Regions from separate parts of the Mus musculus genome. Here regions 1 and 2 are each linked to region 3. The links are chromatin contacts, called in public promoter capture Hi-C maps. All regions are on one chromosome and are shown on one strand. Each heading gives the region's core, a stretch centred on a gene start, on an enhancer-like site or on the middle of the called end of the contact. The rest is flanking DNA. Distances are from core to core; before and after follow the strand shown.

The links. Promoter capture Hi-C pulls out the DNA fragments that hold promoters and counts their contacts.
Region 1: a contact with region 3 is called in a promoter capture Hi-C map of pre-B cells, with 4 times the contacts expected there. The contact joins the promoter of Arhgap4 here to the promoter of F8a in region 3. A contact is called at or near these places in 1 of 39 promoter capture datasets (pre-B cells) and 2 of 115 datasets of contacts at active chromatin or transcription factors (astrocytes and memory CD8 T cells).
Region 2: a promoter capture Hi-C map of pre-B cells shows a contact between it and region 3, with 3 times the contacts expected there. The contact joins the promoter of L1cam here to the promoter of F8a in region 3. A contact is called at or near these places in 2 of 39 promoter capture datasets (liver and pre-B cells).

What each region holds. Positions count from the first base shown.
Region 1 is chrX:73,909,910-73,912,609 of GRCm38.p6, reverse strand. Arhgap4 (Rho GTPase activating protein 4) reads left to right here and starts at 1,312. Exons shown (of 22, transcript NM_138630.2): 1 at 1,312-1,447. The coding sequence starts at 1,381.
Region 2 is chrX:73,879,579-73,882,278 of GRCm38.p6, reverse strand. It overlaps L1cam (L1 cell adhesion molecule), which reads left to right and starts at 1,445. Exons shown (of 29, transcript NM_008478.3): 1 at 1,445-1,585.
Region 3 is chrX:73,226,921-73,229,620 of GRCm38.p6, reverse strand. F8a (factor 8-associated gene A) reads right to left here and starts at 1,315. Exons shown (of 1, transcript NM_007978.3): 1 at 1-1,315. The coding sequence starts at 1,305. The coding sequence ends at 160.

The DNA of each region.
Region 1 (2,700 bases), core at 63-2,562, 680 kb before region 3:
GTCTTGAGTTCAAATCCCAGCAACCACGTGGTGGCTCATAACCATCAGTGATGTGATCTGATGCCCTCTTCTGGTGTGTCGAAGACAGCTACAGTGTACTCACATATAACAATAAATAAATCTTAAAAAAAAAAAAAAAAGATTGAACACAGTTGAAAGTCCAGAACAGTCTTCCCTCCTGCCAAATCTCCATGTCAGGCTTACAAGTGCTCACATGCACTTTGACATCCATGCATGTAAGTACAGGTGTGGATGCCCTTGTATTAGTACCTTCAAGCATGTTTTGTAAGTTATCTTGCCTATCGCCCACAGTCTGTATACCCCAGGGCTTTCTCTCCAATGAACTAAAGACAGATGGCTTGTCACCTGCCTCCTGCCTTCCTAATTGACTAGAAGAGCCTGCTGTGGTTGTGCACATATGCAATCCTAGCCCTTGGGACAGAGGCAGAGTTTGAGTCCAGCCTGGATTGTGTAAAGCCAACCAGGGCTACAAAGTGAAGCCTTGTGAATGAGACAAAACAAAACATGACAAATTAATAAGTAGATCTTGCCTTATGACTTAGAGTTGATGGGGGTGAATAAAATCACCATCATCCTTGGATAAAGGAGGCAGTAGGAGTTGTTTCTAGGCTGGTTCAAAGCCCCCACTGGTATAGGTCCCTACAGGTGCAAGATGGAAGGGAAAAGAGACAAAAATAATCTCTTCCGGCAGCAGGAAGTGGTAACTACCTATGGGGAAATGAGGCTAGTTCTTTCCTTTGGGGCTGAGTAGAAGGGGAACTGTAGCTGAACCCCGCTCCCTCCCCCTCAGGGGGCCCAGGGAGAGCATAAGCCTACAACTTCCCATTCAGCTGTCTGAACTCCCATAGGCCTCACTATGGGCTATGACTCTGGAAGGAGGGTGGCATCTGATGTCCAGGAAGGCTTCAGAGGCAGACCACCTAGGAGCCTGGAGCAGCTATGGTGCCATTGTCCATTAGTATTGAGGGCTAGTGGCCATAGGGGTGTTGTCTGACAATGGGAACCACAGATAGGTTTCTGCAGATAATGAGGAACAGCAGCAGGTGGTCCCAGACATGTTGAGGTTGTCTTGCATTGCTGCTTTATGTTGACTCTTTGGGCTCAAGGTATCTAGGTAGAGGAGCAACTTGTCTCAAGAGAGATGAGCCTGAAAAGGGGTGCCTAGACTTTCAGAGGCCCACCCGGGCAGTGCCAGGTCCAAGTCGCCCCGCCCCTCCGGGGACTGTGCTGGGGGCGGGGCTGGCGGGGCGGGGCCCGCGGAGGGTGCTGGCCTTGGCGCCCCTAGTCCCTGCACTTGGCGGTCTCGCCTCGCTTCCGCGTGGGAGCATTGGGACTCGAAGTCGCGAACGGCCTTGGGCCATGGCGGCGCACGGGAAGTTGCGGCGGGAGCGGGGGCTACAACCTGAGTATGACGCACAGGTCAAAGGTGAGAGGGTGCTTTAGTCCTGGTTTACAGGGGAGACCCCAAGTGTCCGCTGCTGATCTCAGGGGTGCCTGGAGCAGGGTGGAGAAGGGAGTCCAAGCCCTGCTTCTTGAAGCCTCTTTGGCCTCAACTGCCTGCCCAAGCCCTCCCTCTCGCCTCCTTAGCCAACTTGGGTCGCCTGTTGCTCACTCAGGCAGCAATGACTGTGGTAGCCCGAGGGAAGGACAGACTGAGAGGGTGGCTTTCTAGTTGGAGTATAATGGGCCACTTTGACTTTGTTGGTAGCCTGACACCTCACTCTTAACACCACTAGAATCTATGAATTCTTAGCACCTTCACCTCCCTTTGGCACTGTATTAGCTTGCAGGTTTAGGGTGGTTGGTCTTGGGTCAAGCTAGGAGACTGAATATGGGTTAGAGAAATTCAACTGGGATGGCTTTACAGCCTTAGGCTATTAGACCTCTGGATTTGGGCAAACACTTCTATGCAAATCACATGCAAATGAGCTTTGTGAGTTCTTTGCTGACAGCTTCATTTCTTCAGGGTGTGGTAGGTAACTCTTTCACAGGAAAGGAGGCAGTGTCTAACCTCCCTCACCCCCACCCCCACCCCCACTTGCTTGTTGCTTCCAGATATCTTGGCTCTCTTCCTATTTCCAAAGACTTTGGATACAAACACAGTGACTTACCTGTCACAGAGCACAATGGCTCATAAGAGAAGAAATAATATGATCCTTGGAGTTTTCCAACCTGTAGATGAAATTCCAATGTACTTATTTGGTGCAAGCAACTTATAACAAAGTGTATCTTCATGATGTGTTGCTGTTATAGTGGAGAGCATAACTGCCTTTGAAAGTTTGACCCAGACCTCCTCATCTTGGTGTCCAGAGGCAGCTTGAGGTGATTGCAGAGGGTGAGCCAGCAGATGGAGACAATGATTCCATCCTACTTCCTCAAAATGTCCTGAAGCCTAAGGACCTTGAAATGTCTTCAGTCAGCAAACACAGGCCGGTTAGTTCCCATCAAGAGAAATTGGAGTTTGGCCCTAGAATATCTTTTAAATGGCCCTTGCTCACTCAGGGTGTTCAGCCTTTGTGGCTATTATTTCTCACCAGCCTCCCTCAAAAGAAAGTCTTCCAATCATGCTGGAACAGGGGCACTGTTTTGGCACTCTAATTTCTAAAAGGTCGCATAGTCGTGGTTTGGAGGACAATGCATTCTGCTTTGCTGGTCAGCAGAAGTGAGAGTGAATGCCTG
Region 2 (2,700 bases), core at 196-2,695, 650 kb before region 3:
TATCGCTCTTACATCAGTGCAGTCATGAAACTGATCTCAGTTCAGTGCCTCATGGAAAATACCATTCTCTGCCCAGCTAAAAAGGCCCCTGGCTTCGTGACCTAGCTGCCTGGCTCAGTCTCCTCTGCTGTCTCCTGGAGATTTGAACCAGTGAAGCTTCATGAGTACGGTCCGCAGCTTCATTCTGAATCCATCTGAGCCAAGTGGCAGGCCTGTAGAAGGAGTAGTGGCCTCTGAGCTCTTTGCTTAAGCCTCCACTTCATTCAGATGACTCTTCCTAAAGACTCCATGGTACACTTTGGATGTCTGGAAAGACATCCAGACTTTCACAGAGTGCTAGCAGGCATCCCCAAGTTTTTCTTTCATGGGAAGGAAGCTGGCAGGAGGTGATCATATGAGAAGGGAAACCAGGCCAGAGTGCCAAAAGTGTTTTCATGGGATCAGGGCATTGCACCACTGGGGGAGTGTTGGCAGGCTGAGCAGAGGACCTACAGAATGCTTCACTGAGTAACAGGCATGCTCATAAAAATACCATACCTACCAGGGCTGCAATCTGCCATCTGGGCCCTAGGCCTTCCTTGCCCTGCAGCTTCAGCTAGCTGGACTCACTTTGGAATTCCAGCCCCCTCTGCTTCGCCTCGCTTGGGAGGTCACAGCCCTAAGCCTGGGAGGGGGCGCCACTGGGAAAATCTCCTTTCCATAAGCTTTCCCCATAGGGCTGTAAGCGAGAGTAGGTCGACCAGGAAAGGTCAGAAAGAGGCCAATCCCGAGGACAAAGAAATAAGGCACTGAGCAGGAGGGAAGTGGGAGGAAGATCAGAAGTAGGGGGTTTCAGGTTGAAGGGCGCTCTCTCTGAGAACTTTCCCTTCTAGCCTAATCTGGGACCTAGTGTTTAGGAGGGACTGTATGGTGTGCCTCGCCACACCTCCTTCGCAGGCTGGGGACTCAGGTTCAGGCGTACATCCCTGAAGAGCCCTGGCTTAGCGTCGTGGCTGGGCAGGGGTTCCAAGAGGCGCTCTGCCCTGAGAGTGCGGATACATTCAAACACATGACCAGGGCGCGGCCCGGACCTAATGGTATATGAATGCCCATTACTAGCCAGAGCCCTCGAAGGCCAAGTGGAGGCGAGGTAATCTGGTTCCCAGTCTGGATCCTCTCCCCACTGTCCAGCCCCGAGATCCCGAGAATACTTCTGCAAATGACTTCCAATATAAGCCTCAAGGGCGGCGGGGATCCTTGATAGTGAGGTTGGGGGTCACTCTCATCTCGGGGATACTGGGACTGCTGGAGCTCCTGAAGAGGACCCCCCCCCCCCACGAGGTCCCTATCACGCGCGGGGCTCTGCGGCCAGGTTCAGATGAAACAAGGAACGAGGGTGTGGCGAGGCGGGGCCTGCTGCGGGGGAGGTGATCTCACTACCTCCCCCTCCCTCTTCCTCCCCCACTTCCCCGCGCACGCTGCCCCGCCCGCCGCCGCCGCCGCCGCAGCAGCAGCAGCAGCAACATCGCGTCGGCAGCGGCATCGCTGGGTGGCAGGTCCGAGGTCGGCGTGCACAGAGACTGAGCTGGCAACCTGATCGGCGCAGGTAAGGTGGGCTGGTTTGTCCCCTTGACCGCAGCAGCGACCATCTACGTTCCAGACCCAGCCCGCCTCAGGCTCAGAGGGAGTGGGTTTCGTGCCTCCTCGGTAGGAAGGCTGGAGCCCCACCCATGCATGCTAGGCACCGAGCTCTGAGCCCTGCGATCTGGAATGGGGTTGGAGAAAGTGGCTAGGTGCCAGAGCTCGACAGGTGAGGGGTAACTGGGCGGCTCCCCAAATGCATGCTTAGGGAGGGGCACAGGAGTGGTCAGGCAGGTTCTGTATGGGCAAGTGGAGCTGAAGTTGGCATATCCCTGTGGGTGTATGCGTGTGAGGAAGGAAATGTGAACCCAGCAGAACGTCCATCTAACCCAGTCGACCGCTGTGGGGTGTGGCTCTGGGCGTGGCTGTTCCTCATCCCCATCTAAAGTCCTGATTGCGGCTGGGGTGGGGGAGAAGCCAGTGTCTAGCATGGTGTGGGGGAGATTGAGCGAAGCTCCTCCGGTAATGGGAGGAGGAGAAGGATCAGGGATGGATGGGCGCTGCCTGCCCCTCCACCCCAAAGTGGGGAGGGGGCTTTGTTCTTCACCTCCTCCTTTCCAAATTCCCTCCGGGGATCCCCTCAAATGCACTGCAAAACCAGTCTCCTCTCAGGCACAGAACCTCCCTTAGGTTCTTTGGCCAATAAAGACTACACTAAGAGAGATGGTTTTGGGCACTCACTGATGTGCCTGTGGATGCACATGGGTGTGGACCATGGGTCCATCAGGTAAAAATAAGGGAAGAAGGGCCTCATTGGCTTAGGACAAGGGACTTCTGGAAGCAAGGTGCCTGGGACTCTTTCTGTAGAGACTGGAGCGATTTTAGACATTGTTTTATACTCTGTTTAATTATGGGAGGAGGGACGTTTCCATACCTTATTCCCTTCTATCTGGTTCAGAGTTTTAGGGTGTTGATTGATAGGAAATGAAAAGAATAACAGATATAGCCCACTGCTCCTCCTGATCTAGTGTCTATAACCCCTATCCATCTGTCTCAGGGAGGCAGGACCACCATCTGTCTGGGGGCCTGGCACCCCTTTCAGGTAGATGTCTTGATCCTGATTAATGCAACTCCAGTGGT
Region 3 (2,700 bases), core at 66-2,565:
AATTTAAGTAACTTGCTAGGCACACAAAGCCAAATTAACATGGCAGCAATAGAAATGAAAAGAAAAACAAGACAAAAACAGACAAAAAAAACAGAAGCTAGATCACATGTTTCATCACCTGTCCCCAAAGATAAAACAAGTTGGTAAGAAGGTGACTTATCAGACACCCTGTCCAGAGGGAGAGATGGTTTCCTGCAGAACGAGGTGGAGGAGGTGGTTCTGCTCAGCGGTTAGCAGTGGCCACATCTCCACCTGCAGCTTCTTGATGCCTTCAGTGTCCTTTTCTTGGGCAGCCATGACCAGAGACTGCAATAACAGAAACAGCTCCTCAGGAAGCTGGCCGCTGGTATCCTGGCCATGGCCATCGAAAGCCTCCCAGGAGTACTTCTCCAGGGTCTGGGCATGCTCGGGCAGCAGCTTGGCAGGTGGTGGTTGCAGGAGCAGCAGCAGCAGTACACGGGACACCTCACACCTGACTAGGACGTCAGCAAAGGCACCGAGTGTGCCAGGTGAAGGCGCAACAGAGCCTGGGGCGTGGTCCGGGGGCTGCGGGAGGGGCAAGGTCGAGCCCAAGACAGGTCTCGGCTGGGGTCCCGACAGGGGTGGCTGGGGCCCAGAAGGCGGCTGCGGCAGCAGCTCGAGTTGCTGTACCGGGTGGCCCCCATGCTCCCGTGCCAGGCGTTGCATGCGTGTAAATAGCGCCAGGGCGCCTGTGTAGTCGCGCGCCAACAGCTGGCAGGAGGCAGCATCACCAAGCGCTTGCAGTGCGGCCAGTGGCATCAGGGGCAGGTGCAGCTGGGCAGCCCGCTGAAAGTGACCGGCAGCAGCGGCCGGCTGGCCCACTGCGCGAAGGGCAGCAGCTAGTTCCAGGCACAGTGCAGCAGCGGCGGCAGGCTGGCCGAGCTCGAGGTGCAAGCGCACAGCGGCGCCGAGGGCGCTGGCGGCCGCCTGCAGAGGCTCCCCGTAGGCGGCGGGACAGCCCAAGCGTTGGCGCGCGTCGCACTCCTGCCGCAGGAAAAGTCGGGCCGCCTCTGTGAGGGCCAGCGCTTCCCCGGGCCCATGGAAGAGCGCCTGCTGGCAGCGCGCCACAGCCAGCTGGCACCAGGCAGCATAAGGCAGGCACTCCTGGGCGCGCAGCTCCCGGGCTAGCTGGGCGAACTGCTCCCCGGCCTCGGCCACGTTCGGCTTCCTCAAGAAGCGCTTCTTGAGCTTGTTGGACACCTGCCGATAGCGTGCCAAGAAGTCCCCAGCCTCTGAGCCTGGCCAGGCACCGCCGCCCAAGGAGGACGCAGAGCCCGCAGCCATGTTGACCGGCTAGCCGCGCCGCCTTACTTCCGGTTGAGGGAGGGCTGAGGGGGAACAGCTATGACTAACGCTACGCTGCGCCTAGCCCACAATGGGATCACAATTCATCACCTCCGCTTCCGCCTCAGGCGCCCCAGCGCTCTGCTGTAGCCACAGTGATGTGCAAAGTGCTGTTGAAGGAGGGATATGGAGGACTATAAAAGCCAATCAAGGAAGAAGGGCTGGGTGCCTACCCAAACAGTCCCCGTATGGAATTAAATTCTGCGGGGGTGGGGCTTGAGTGACGCAAATGGAGGGGGCGGGTCCAGTGCCAGTCAAATATGCAAAGGATTTCTCTGCTGCCAGGATTAGCATCGTACCCCTCACTTCCTCAACAAACATGAGACCTGACTGAGCAAGCTAGTACAGGTCCTGCCATGGTGGGAGCCTTTGCTAGTTTACAGCTTATTTACAATCATATACACATTGATATACATATCACCTGCAATCATATACACATTGATTTTGAAAGAGTTTTCATGAAGGATTTTTAGCAGGACATGCACTACCAAAGGCACTTTAAATTAGCTATTGTACATGCATGTGTTTCAATTTATACCAAGTATTTAAAAACAAAGAAGGGATTCCTTTTACTTTATTTTGAACTATCTCAATTAGTCCAAATGATTACCTACCAGAACTTGAACAAAAGGGGGGAGTGTACATTATTAAATTTATATATAAAGGATTATATACTTGCACCTAGTAGAGAATTACGTGCCTGAAAATAATTTGTCAAGATGTACAACAGAAGCTAATTTTCATTTCGCAAATTCTCTTGTCTTCTCCTTAGTTTTTCATGGTGTGATACACTTGGATCCTATCCTCCAAATTCTAAAAAAGCAATCCATTGATCCAAAAGTCAAATGAACTCAGCAAATAAAGGATGTGTTAATTTTCTACTCTTATCGTGAACCAAAAAATAGAATTGTGCATAGCAGACCTATCATTTAAAAGCATCAATGGAGGCCTGAGAGAAAGCTTACTGCTTAAGAGCATTTGTTGCTCTTGCAGAGGACCTGAGTTCATTTCCCAGTAAAACACACAGACACATAAAGAAATAATTTTTAAAAACCATCAATGTCTTGATCAATCTCTCTCTGTCTCTCTCTCCCTCCATCCCTCCTGCCCTCCTGCCCTCCCTCCCTCTGAAAAAAGCCAGTATACCAATTTCTCTCTTAAATGACAACCTATCCCATAGAACAGTGATATATCACATATGTACTTTAGGTTTCAAATGAGTGCATTTATGTATATTGCAAGCAAATGTAAAACAATAAACAACATAATACAGCACATAAATAGAAGAGGCAGGCAGCAAAGTATTATCAAACCAGGCACTTACAACCTTTAGCC